Regions from separate parts of the Triticum aestivum genome. Here region 1 is linked to region 2. A link is a contact called in public Hi-C data. All regions are on one chromosome and are shown on one strand. The core of a region is the stretch at or near the end of the contact, and the rest is flanking DNA. Distances in the headings are between cores, read along the strand shown.

Region 1 (6,905 bases), core at 1,110-3,609, 170 kb before region 2:
GTTATTCATCAATAATTTGTGGCTATCTAGTTGACAATCGCAGGTTAACCAAATCGTGCATCTTCTGAAGAAAATGCCATGAATTGGCACGTAAACTTAGGCTAAGGGGGAAAAACTGCTCTTTGTGACCCTTCAATAGTCACTTTTGTACACAAAAAATGGCTATCTTACTTATTAGGATCACCTCCATAACTAGCAATGTTGTTACACACAAATGAGATCCCCTGAGAAGCATCGCTAACCATGTCACCTATTCTTCCTTGCGGAAAATTTCTGAAAATAAATGTGTGAACAGTGTGTCAAGCAAATAAAAAGTGAAACAATTACTTCATATTATTTTATTAATAAAATAAAATGGAGTGATTTCAATGAAAATCAAGCAGCACCTGTAATCAATGCAAGCAACTATGATTCCTCTCTCAGCCAACCGCCTGCCAAGAAGGGCACCCCATGCCTTGTAACTGAAAATTCCGAGCAATGTGGTCAACAAATGAAGTCGCCGCAAAGGATTAACGTAATGTGTAGTTGCAAAAACATCAACACTCACCCAATAATCCAGGCCCCACCAGTTACAAAGGCCACCACAGGACAGGGTCTTCTATTATCTTTGGGTATATACAAATCCAACCTGTACAATGCAATTGTCATAAAACTGAAAAAACCATAGGAAGGGCTTCTGGGGCATTGGGGTGGGGATGGTTGATGTTACCTGTTTCTCGGTTGTTCTCCGTAAACTATACTTCTATGAACCTGGCTTGAAAAGAAATAGTAATATCCAACTGCAATAGAGAAAGCCTGTTTTCAGAATGCCATAGGATATCGATGATACGATATTATTATTAAATGAGCCAATAATCCAGGGGTCCATTCAAGAAGCAGAAGACCACATGAACATCAGAAATAACAAAGAATATCCATCCACATGCTCTTTGATGTGCATAATAAAAACTGATACTGCAATCCCTGAAATGGTAACCTGTTTGCAATATACCTTGCAAAAAACCTGGCATAAGTAGAATAGCATAGACTGCGAGGGCAACAAGCTGCCTCATCCAGCGGTAACCTAACCTGAATAATACTAAAATTAGAACGGGAATAGAAAAAAAAATCAACAGTGATTTTATTCATCGATGCATTCTGACAAAAAGGGTGAAGATTATCAGTGAATCTTAAACTACAAAGGGAGTTTTGAACTACAGTGAGTGTGAGAATTTGTATGGCCTCCCCATGCCATACTGCAAAATACAATGCCTAAACATATTCCCCGCAGCAGCATCAAGGGGATACAAACACAATGAGCACACAACCTGCCTTTGCGCGACTAGGATGCGCACAACCAACTACTCTAGTGAATACATGACAGGCTTATTTATGTTTCAGCAGAGCAACTTGCCCTCGATGTATCTCTTGTAAACGATTATGGCGGAAATAGCTGTACTGTTGTAGCAAAGATGCCAAACACGATTTTAAGGCAGATAAAAGCGATCGCCCCTCTTGTTCCGTCTTTTACAAGGAAAAAAAGGACCAAGATCACCAAATCAAGATGGATACAAAGTTTTTTAATTTGTTTCTGAACAAATGGTTTGTTATGCAAAGACAAAGCCCGCACGACAGGGAAACAGTTATGTGGTCCCCGAAGCTTAATTCTAGTCCGTGTCCCTCACGCAATTACGTGATCAAACAACCTTGTGGAGTTGGCTTCTCCATAGGGATTGATATGAAGCTGCCTTGCAACTCAGCCATCTGAACGACCTCCGGACATAAGGAAGTTTCCAAGTAGAACTGAAATTTTGGGTCGCTACAGGAGCATCAAAACCATCACCACTACCGTGCGTGTTGCATCATAGCGATCGCCCTCGAGTTGGAGCACCTCATGGCGTTGGAGACAGTGGAGTAGCCAGCGAGGAATTTCGGTGATTACCCGAGGTACTGGAGCAGGGTGAAGGTGAGGCGCGTGACGAGGTAGGTCTCGGAGGCGGCATGGCCGACGTCGTCGCGGAAGGACGACTGCCTCCTGGGGCCGGCCGAGCCCGGGGGCCTCGGGGACGCGGACTGCACGGGCGACGAGCGGCGGCGGCCGGCGGAGTCGCTCCGCGGGAGGAGCGCGTCCGCCTCGCGCGCGTCGTCCCCGGAGGCGGGAGGCTGCATTGCCATTGCGTGGCGAAGGCTCGGGAAGGTCCGCCGGGCGGTTGGGAGTGGGAGATTCGAGTTGGTGCGGAAGAATGGAGCGGGGAGGAGGGGAGCGCCTAAATAGGAGGAGGAGGAGGCGGGCGGGGAGCGCGAGTGCGTGGCGTGGAGGGACGCGTGGGGGAGGCGGGGCGAGCGCAGCAACATGCCGCAAATCCTCGTTTGCCTCCTTGCTTCGCCATCCTTCCGGCGCGGGCGGACTTTTGCGGGCTGGCAACTGGGAACCGGGCGAGGCTTTCGGGAGTAAATTGCATAGAAGTACCACAATTGAGGCATTGAAAGCAGATTGGTATCAAGATTGGTAATTTTTACGTGTCAGTATCAACTTTGGGACGAGGCGTTGCAAAAGAGGCTAAAATAGCTGTTTATACGTATTGACACGGAAACTGACCGGTTGGGCCCGCCTGTCGGGTGCTGACATGGCATGTTTTTTTGCAAAAAACTCCCTGAAATCTCCTCTCTCTCCCCCGAACGCTCTCCCCCTCCTCTGTCTCGATCTCTCTCACACACCCGAACGCGGCCGTCGCCACCGCCGACGATCACCGTGGCCACCGTCCAACCTACCCCTCTCCATACCATCCAACGGCTCAGCCGCGACGCCCTCTTCCTCATCGCCAAGCCACGTGACGCCGGGAGCCCCGTGCCGTCGTCCTCGCCTTCGGCTTCTTCCGCGGGATCCGACGACAACCGCCGACGATTCGACGCCGTCCGACCTCCCCCGAGCTCGCCGTCTGCTCCCACCGACTCGCCGTGAGCCCCTGCCTCCTCTCCCCTTGCTCCCGTGCTCCTTTTCTCGCCATGGCCACCGTTCCGCCGGCGACCGATTCGCGCCGCCGCCTGAGCTCCTCGCCGCCATGGCCAGAGGCCGTGTTCGTCGCTCCTAGGCACGTAGACGTGCTCCAGACCTCGCCAGGAACCCAACCCGCACCCCAACTCGCTCTCTCGAGCGCTGCAGCCGCATCCCCGCACCCGGCCGAACTCCGGCCGCTGCTCCGCCCATCGCCGCCGCCGCGACACTGCACCCCGGCACCCCCCGCTACCTCCTTTAGATGCGCCGCACCGCCAGCTCGCCATAGCCGCAAACCACGCGCGAAACGGTGCTTGTTAGCGCCATCCCGAGCAACTCCGGCGTGCCACCGCCGTGCCTTTGGTCGCCAGCGTCAACTGCTGACGTGGCGTCGGGTGTGTGTGAGAGATCGAGACAGAGGAGGGGGAGAGCGTTCGGGGGAGAGAGAGGAGATTCCAGGGAGTTTTTTTGCAAAAAACATGCCATGTCAGCACCCGACAGGCGGGCCCAACCGGTCAGTTTCCGTGTCAATACGTATAAACAGCTGTTTTAGCTTCTTTTACAACACCTCGCCCCAAAGTTGGTACTGACACGTAAAAATTATCAATCTTGGTACCAATCTGCTTCCAATGCCCCAAGTGTGGTACTTCTATGCAATTTACTCGGCTTTCGGTGCCGAAGGTAGAATTGGATACAGCAACACGAATGGTGGTGGTGGTGGTGTGACCCTGTCCAAATTCGAAAAATTATTTACTCGTGGTAGTAGTACTACTCATCGTGCGTTATGGTCAGTTGGTCACACACAGAGGCCAGAGCATATGCCCTTTGCCAGCAAAAGGATGCGTGGAAGGCTCAATGATGGATGATTTGCACAGCACACGACGCTGGAGGCTCACACCCCAGCGAGGAAATCTCTTCTGTTATTAGAAAAATAGAAATTTGAAAGGAAAAAAAATGAAACGAGGACAACAAACACGAGTGTGTGTGCTACCAAAATGGCTATATTATGATGCAATACTTTGTGGTGGTACTAGTATGGGCCAAAATGATTGGTGAGTGGTGTACCGTGGTAGGGCCGCGTACATGATTGTGGCGTGAGGCAGGGGAATCTTTGCAGGTTCTAGAGCTTCGTTTGCGGTCTGTGGAGCGAGGCGTAGCTGGCTTAGGGTGCGGCGGTGAGGTGAACGCAGTTGCCGTCCGCGTCCGGCAATGTGGACCCGTGATTACGTGTCGCCGCGCCACGCGTTAGAACCCAAGTGACTTTGCTCCTGGTTTCCGACACGGCTGGCCGGCTGATGCGACTCATTGGAAACGTGCCACTTCACGTGGCAAAGGGCACAAATTTATTCTCAAAACGAAACTATTTCACAAACTAAACTGTGTTCTAAAATATTTCATCCAGCTCATCTTTAAAGAGCTGCACAGCAGAGTGCAACGTCTTGCTGTCGGACGCTGCACAAAATAATCAGTGGTGTGAAATATTTTTAAAAACAGTTAATTTATGAAATATTTTTGCTCTGAGGTCAATTTTGTCAATTTTGCCGCTCAACAAGGCTGGACCCATAATCTTAGGATCCTCGTAACTTTAGAATGTTCGTTTGTGAAGGTAGTACATCGAACGATTAGATGACGATTTTAATTTTGATAAAGTGATGAGGGATGGCATTCTCTTCAGAGGACATATCAGTTTCTTCTTGAGAAGACAATTTTTATTTAAAAACTATGATCGTTTTATCTCTTCTTGAAACTAAAATTGGCGTCACACATGGTTCGCTGCCACCCCTCTCCAGCGAGCGAACGTAGGTAACATTACCGCAACTTTGTCCCCTTTTGCACGCAGGAATGGGGCACTTAGATTTTCAGCCGCCGATCTACGTTAACATTTAAAGTGTTGTTTGTACATAGGTTGTCTGCTCTTGTATAACATTCGTTATAGGTGCGTAATGCATTTTGTAAATTTGAGGGGTATTGTTAGAATTGATTCGAGGCAGGGTCGTCCGTCGTTCGAGAATCAACCAAGCACACAAGCACAACACTGAAATTTATTAACGAGGTTCATTAACATAACATGGCCACATTCTCAAAGCCTAACTACATACGCTCCTTCCCGAGACACCGTCGCGATACCGGCCACTCGGGCATTGGCACACGACGTCGGCTTCACTTGTGTGTCTGCGCTATTATGCCGGTATATGTTACATCGCGTGTCTACCACGCATTATATTTGAGGCCTTGGATATAAGTGTCCTAATAGCACTCAATTATTATTTTATTTAGACATACTACAACTGTAACCTACCTTGTACACAATATTCGACACAACTCCAACAAACTCTACCATGACGTATATTCTCCACCACCCTGAATTCGGCTATGCGTCAAACCTCCATGTACATTGGACTTGAGTTACACCATGAGTATTGTTGCTACTACCACACTCCATGTCACTCCACCTGCAACTGTAGTCCCTTCTTTTCTGATCATAGTCAACACTCAAGCAAAATTAAGTTTCTCTTTATTCTAGTTTGTGCTCCCAACTTTGAGAGTAACCATTCAACGTCATCATACACTGATCACTGACATGCGTGAAAGTGAACAATACACTTATCAGGTGTCACATATAGAAGTTACCTAAACTCAACAACTTCGCTCTTTCTTGACTGTCTGTCTGAAGTTTGAAGGAATTTCACCGGCGCTTGTAGTCATCTTAAGTCAAATTCGCAATTTTCTAACCACATCATTTGGCAAGAGCCCGACAAGATTTCGCTGGAGCACCGCCCAACGCCACATCCTCACGCACTGCACCTCCGCTAACCTTCACACCTCCCAGGAAGCCATCACGCCATGACCAAGTAGAAGCTACTCCAGACCTCATCGCCGGCCAGAAGAACCAGCGAGTCAGCTCCACCTGAGCCCGGGCAGATTTGACGCCCTCCACGCCGCACCACCGCGCAGCAACCGCATACGCGTAGCCCACCATCACGCCATGACCAAGTAGAAGCCACTGCAGACCTCGTCGCCGGCTAAAAGAACCAGTGAGCCAGCTCCACCCAAGCCTAGGCAAATATGGCGCCCAGCACGCTGCGCCACCACTGAAAGGACATGTGGTGCCCCCATGTGTGGTTTTGGTAATTGATGACATTCTTTATGGACTAATGGTCGCATTGAGTTATATTTGAAGGATTTGTCCATAGGCATTTCTTGAAGTCCATGTGTTGGTTTCAAGGAGTTTATGTGTTGACCAAGGTGCTATTAAGAAATTATCCAAAGATTGGTCATGTGAGAGTTGAGCTTATTGCAAGCATGTCTTGAAGAAGAAGATTGTGTGATCATTCATGCTTACCTTCAAGGCATCATCCAAATGAAGAGAGTTGGAAAGGTTCAAGGTGGATCAAGACGAAGTCAAGAGTGAATCAAGTTGATCAACTCACAAAGCGTAGAAGATGTACTGAGAGGGATCAAGTGATCCCATGGTATGGTTTGTTTCCATGGGTTTGCATCAAGAGGAAGATCTCATACAACCCATGGAGGATGACATCAAGTGGTGATCGTCATCAAGTTTGCGTTGTGCAAGTTCAAGTGGAGCATCACAAAGGTATTATCCTTGAAGCTTGCCGTCCATTGTGGTGTCAATGGACTTGTGAAGATGTGCCAAAGAGTGGCTCACCCATAGTGGAGTATGGGGGGGCAATCAACTAGTCTTCATCGAGCGAAGGCAATCGAGAAAGGTGGTCCAACTTGAGGGAGTCAAGATCGTCATCATCTAGATCAAGTGGACTTCGTGCAAGGCAAAGGTTTACCCTTGATAGGTTTTCTATTTTACCGGTCTCATGGTGATAGTTTGGAGACCGGGTTATAGGATCGATAGCTGTACTATCAAGGGGGGCTCTCAAGTGAGTAGCTTCATCGTATCGTTCGTCGAGAGCTCAAA
Region 2 (6,262 bases), core at 1,569-4,068:
CTTAGCATAATGATCGTTAAGTTTTATTGCTATTGCTTTCTTCATGTCATATACATATTCCTTCGACTATGAGATTATGCAACTCCCTGATACCGAAGGAATACCTTATGTGCTATCAAACGTCACAACATAACTGGGTGACTATAAAGATGCTCTACAGGTATCTCCGAAGGTGTTTGTTGGGTTGGCATAGATCGAGATTAGGATTTGTCACTCCGAGTATCGGAGAGGTATCTCTGGGCCCTCTCGGTAATACACATCATGATAAACCTTGCAAGCAATGTGACTAATGAGTTAGTTGCAGGATGATGTATTACGGAACGAGTAAAGAGACTTGCCGATAACGAGATTGAACTAGGTATGAAGATACCGATGATCGAAGCTCGGGCAAGTAACATACCGGTGACAAAGGGAATAACGTATGTTGTCATTATGGTACGACCGATAAAGATCTTTGTAGAATATGTGGGAACCAATCTGTGCATCCAGGTTCCGTTGTTGGTTATTGACCGGAGAGGTGTCTTGGTCATGTCTACATAGTTCTCGAACCCGTAGGGTCCGCACGCTTAACGTTCGATGACAATTTTGTATTATATGAGTTATGTGATTTGGTGACCGAATATTGTACGTAGTCCCGGATGAGATCACGAACATGACGAGGAGTCTCGAAATGGTCGAGAGGTGAAGATTCATATATAGGACGATGATATTCGGACACCGGAAGTGTTCTGGGGGTACCGGGTACATATCGGGTCACCGGAAGGGGTTCCGGGCATCCCCCCGGCATCTACATGGGCCTAATGGGCCAATAAGGGGACAGACCGATCCCTAGGGGGCTGGTGCACCCCATGTAGGCCAAAGTAGGGGGGGAAGGAAAGAGGAGAAGAGAGAAAGGAAGGGGAGGGATTCGGCCTCCCCCTTCCTTCTCTCCTCCCTCCTCCTTCCTTCCCCCTCCGGATGAATATGGAAGGGGGCCGAATTGGCAGGCGCCCAAGTAGGATTCCTCTTACTTGGGGCGCCCCCTTGGCTGCCTCCCCTCCCCTCCAACCTATATATATGAGGGGGGCACCGCTAGAACACACAACAACATCTGTTAGCCGTGTGCGGCGCCCCCTCCACAGTTTACGCCTCCGGTCATATTCACGTAGTGCTTAGGCGAAGCCTTGCGTGGATCACTTCACCATCACCGTCACCACGCCGTCATGTTGACGGAACTCTCCCTCGACACTTTGCTGGATCAAGAGTTTGAGGGACGTCATCGAGCTGAACGTGTGCAGAACTCGGAGGTGTCGTACGTTCGGTGCTTGATCGGTCAGAACGAGAAGAAGTTCGACTACATCAACCGCATTGTCAAACGCTTCCTCTTTCGGTCTACGAGGGTACGTGGACACACTCCCCCGCCCTCTTGTTGCTATGCATCTCCTAGATAGATCTTGCGTGAGCGTAGAAATTTTTTGAAATTGCATGCTACGTTTTCCAACAAGGATTTTCTGGGATGCTTGGAAGCATCGACTGCATGCATTGGGCATGGAAAACTGTCCATTTGCTTGGCAGGGGATGTACAAAGGCGCCAAAAGAGCTTGTAGTGTGGTACTTGAGGCAGTGGCCACACATGACCTCTGGATTTGGCACTCCTTCTTTGGCATGCCAGGAACTCACAATGATATCAACGTACTGTAGTGCTCGAATGTCTTTGCCAAGCTTGTTGAAGGTCATGCTCCTCCGGTGAACTTCAAGGTCAATGGACGCCACTACAACACGGGATACTACCTAGTAGATGACATCTATCCGAGATGGTCCACATTTGTGAATACTATCTCAAACCCTGTGCGAGTAGGCAAGAACTCCTACTTTGCCAAGTGTTAGGAGGCTTGCAAGAAGGATGTGGAGCGGGCATTTGGTGGGCTCCAATCTCGATTTCCTGACCTAGTCGAAAGATCAAATGTGGAAAGTCATGACTTGTTGTGTCATCTTGCACAACATGATCATTGAGAGCGAGTAGGAAGAGCGAGTGTTCGACACTGAACCATACTACAGGCAGGGTCCTTTTGCCCAAGTTAATCACCAGCTCCGACATCATGGGCTGCCTTTCTCAATATGCGCCAGGAGATCCGAGATCCACAGATGCATCAAGAACTGCAACACGATCTGGTGGGGCACCTATGGAGGCTCAAGGGCAACGCCTAGTTCGACTGTGATGAACTATGAGTTTTTTGTGTGTTTGAGTTATGAGTTTGCTTCGTTGAACTATTTGATTTGTATTGATTTGTGTGATAAACTATGTGATAAAAAATAGTTTAAGTTGAATTTGTGAAGAAACATGCCGAATTTAGGACGAATTTGAGCCTATTTTGCACCGAAATTGAACCGAAATCGGCGGCTGGGGGCGAACTTGGGGGGTTCGGCTGGGAATCCAAGGCCCCTCACGTCGAAATTACCGCCGGTTCACCCTCAAGCGGCGATATTTCTAGTCCCTGGGGCCGAACGACCGAAGGTGCTCTAATGTTATTGGAGAAATCGAGGGTGGTGCGCAGATCTGGCGGCGCAGTGGTGCGGTTTGCTTTAGCTCCTCCTCCCCACTCGAATTTCCCCCATTTTTACTCGTGGTGTACGTCTTTTATCAGTCACAGAAAAAGAAAAGAAAAAGAAAGGAAAAGGGGCATCTTGGCAGTTGGCACCACGGAACCCTCCAATGTTGCGATCTCGCCCCTGAACTGTCCGTCGATGGTCGCGGGCCCCCCGCACTGGTCGCTTTCGTGCCGTGTGGGCTAGCGGGCGCTCGTCATAACGACATAACCAATGGCCTGCATTGCAAAAGAAAATAAAAGAAAAATCAGAGGAGAAAAAAAGAAGGGGAGGAGAAGGAGACAGCAGGCAGGCAGGGGGTCAGTCTTCTTCCTCTGTCCCTGTGCTGCTGCTGCTGCCTTTGCGTCGGAGATTGCCCAAGTCTAGATTCGAGGAGGGCTGGCTCCCTCGCCCTCCCTCCCTCTCTCTCCCCTTCCCGTGGCTCCACTGTATCGGAATTCGCGACCGGCTCCGTTCCAAGCGGCCCTGGATTATTTTACGCAGGTTAGGTTTTGCTGCTGCCTCTGCTTCTACCAGCACTAGTACTACTCATCTCCCTTGGTGTTCTGTTCTCTTCTGTTCTGTAGTGGAGCTCTGCTTCATTTGACTTCGCTAATCCCCACACCCGATTTGGCTCCCCGCATTGCGCACAGCCGCCCCGCTTGCTGCCGCCCCCGCCACATGACCCCCCAAGATTGTTTGGCCATGAGCTCAAAGTTTCAGCTCACTGGCGAGAGAGACAAGAGACGATGAACATGTGCGATGCGAGGGGGATACTGAGTGCTGTAGGACTAGGCGGTGCCTGATTTACGGTGGAATTCGTTAGGGTCTCTCAAGATTCTCGCCTCCTTGCGCTCATGTCTTCCTTTTCCGCCGGTTTTCAGCTTGTGGCCAAGCAATGCTGCGAAGATTCGCCGCCTTCTTCCCCTCAAGTAATTGACCGCATTCTTGCATCCTCGGTGATTTGTTTCAGACCTAACCTCGCTCTTCAACTTGTCTAGAACAAAACCGCGGCTGCCAAACAGTTCCCACCTTTTGGATTTCACTCCTTGAGGTTCATACAAGCTTGATTAGTTCTATTTCGATTTTCAAATGCCCACTAATCAGTTCGTGTACTTGGTCTAGCTGTTTGTGCTTCTGCTTTGTTTCTGCCTATTTGAGTGATCCCGATCTCTGCCTAATTTGACTCTATGGCCTCTGCCAGTGTGCTAGTTAGAACATTGTACATACGGCCATGAAAGTTGTAAATGGCAAGGAATAGATTAAATTGTTGCGGTACGAAAAAGGGAGCGGGGAAAAATAATTGAAGTTCTACATTAGAGCTTTTTTTAGGACTACCTACATTGTTGAATCGTTGTATCTATATAGGCCTCTTTCTTTAAGGAAGACCTTCTGTGACGTTTTTCCCATGTATCTTTTTATTTTGTTCCAACCAAGTCAAGTCACTGATATCTGCTGCAATTTCACAAAACATCTTCCTTTTACTATTCTACTGCTATTAAGGCTGTGATGTTGACTGACTTAATATATTTTTTCTGTCTCCTTTTGGGGATCTATTTCTGTTTTTATATGCATAACGTGGTTTTATAAGAGCTTAGGTTTGTTTCTTATCCTGTGTTTGGTTATAGGGTCCTGACTTTGTTGTTAGAGGAATGTCCTCAGCCAGCTCTTCTCAGTTCCCAGCATCAACAGAGCGAGAATCTACAACTGCTAATGATAATGCAATACCTCATGATCCAGGTGATAACAAGCATATTCTTGTGTTGTATCATCTCTCTACACTGAACACCTAGTAAGTTGTAGCCATTTTCATCTGTCAATCTGATCTTCGTGGATTTTGTAGGTGCTGATTCTGCTGGACCAGCACAAAGCAGACTTTCGCTTCAGTTGGATCAGCGGTCATTACATTTTTCTGTTAATGCTTGGGTAAATGGACTGATGTACTTTGTCAGCAATTACTGTATCACATGTAATTTTTCTATATGTCGACATCAATCCTTGCTGAATATCTTAGTCTTGTCTAAGTTGGTGCATCTCTTAAAAGTGTCAGATCCATCTCAATCTTGTACTCCACCGGATAACTATTTTTAGGCTTAGTTGAATGGAGTGTAAAACAACAGCTCACTTCTGTAAGTGAGATTAATCAGACTAACTACTAGTCCGAGCATATTTTGCTTTAGTCAAGCCTGCACGCTGGTGTTCATGAAAATACCTTCATCTTGACCCTTCATTTGCCTAATGGAAGTTTAGTTTCAAAAAAAAATCATAAGCGAATGGACGGTCAGGATTATCACAGAATTAGGCATATGTTAGAGCAGATTAACACAGTGTTCTAAGTTTTGTTTCGCCAAAACACAACTAGTCAAGGATAATTGGTCCTTGGTTTTTGTATGAACAAGATCTTAGTGCCCTCCCTGCGTAATTTGAACTGTATGAATGGATCTTTATACTTTTGTCTAGAATTGCATCAAACATTCAAACTATCCATTTTATACTTTATAGTATCAGTTTTCCAACTTATGATAGTACCTACGTTAGTGTGTGGAATGCGTAATCTTGTATACTTTCTTTTAGCTTGCATGTATTATGATGAGCAACGGGAGATTTTTTGTTGATGTGTGCAAAATACTCTAGATAATCACATTATCTTTATCATACACACTTTTTTCTATAGGTTCTTATTGTTGCGTTGATCGGCATCATTCCACTGGCAACACGACAACTGCAACTCAAGGGATATCGTTTGTCACTTCTTGGCACAACCTGTACCACAGGTTATGCCATATTTGCTCTTTATGGGGTCAGTAACATGAAACTGAGTGTTGTATTTACTTTTTTTATGCTTCCTCCCACTTCAGATACCTTGCACAACTTAATTAACATTTACCCTTCCTATCAGCTACCCAGAGTAGGGAACACACAGGCTGTTCAGGCCTGGTGCCACCATGTAACTTCATCAAAGGATTTTATTCCATTCATGTACTGCCTTATGTTTGTTACATCTAAACTACACTTGAAGCGTAAGCATATGAAGTATTTAATCTTTGAGATCAAATTTTTCATGTTACTACCCAAACGTCTCAGCTTTCCTGCACATGACGAGTTAACCCTTTGTGGCAGTTGTTTTGGTACCGGTAATTTGCTGGGCACTTGAACATGTGGCCAGATTTCTACGGCGCCATTTTACCAATTCCTCTCTCTACAGGTAAAATGAACCTGGCAGACTTGTAGGCACATGTTTTGCCTTCTATGCATACACAGTGCATGTTATCATTCCAGCTTTGCGCATAAAGAATCAATACCTTAGGCATGATCTCCATACTCATTAGGTTGTTATCTTGGCTTTTTTGTTATATGCTTTCATCTCTCTGAGCCTCAACCCCTGAAAGTACTCTTTGTTGCCTTTTTGTGCAATGGCTAACAGACCAAATGAGCAAGCCCCGGTCCATCAGTAGTCAAACACAAAATAGAAATGTTTATGTGTATTAAAATTGCATGGTAACAAGCCGATAAATGCAGAATAATCATTTTGTATGAACTGAATCTGCTATCAGTTTACAATATTTTGCCCGTTGAACATGCTGGCAAAATGGATTATAACTGTCGTGTTGCTAATTTGTAGGGCATACCTGGAGCCGCTTTGCACATGGGTTGAGGCAAACACAACTGCAGTCAACTTTCTGATTGCAAATGCAGA

What was found. Hi-C and Micro-C count contacts between places; a contact is called where the count stands out from the background.
Region 1: a contact with region 2 is called in a Hi-C map of leaf, with 9 times the contacts expected there. The contact joins the promoter of LOC123078649 here to the promoter of LOC123078646 in region 2. A contact is called at or near these places in 4 of 5 Hi-C or Micro-C datasets (leaf and root) and 1 of 1 datasets of contacts at active chromatin or transcription factors (leaf).

Annotation. Positions count from the first base shown.
Region 1 is chr3D:321,382,010-321,388,914 of IWGSC CS RefSeq v2.1, reverse strand. It overlaps LOC123078649 (probable isoprenylcysteine alpha-carbonyl methylesterase ICMEL2), which reads right to left and starts at 2,359. Exons shown (of 12, transcript XM_044501231.1): 1 at 1,922-2,359; 2 at 992-1,068; 3 at 710-779; 4 at 548-628; 5 at 387-461; 6 at 172-273. The coding sequence starts at 2,334.
Region 2 is chr3D:321,214,674-321,220,935 of IWGSC CS RefSeq v2.1, reverse strand. LOC123078646 reads left to right here and starts at 2,818. Exons shown (of 9, transcript XM_044501228.1): 1 at 2,818-3,069; 2 at 4,194-4,305; 3 at 4,409-4,491; 4 at 5,240-5,365; 5 at 5,465-5,585; 6 at 5,686-5,770; 7 at 6,188-6,262. The coding sequence starts at 4,218.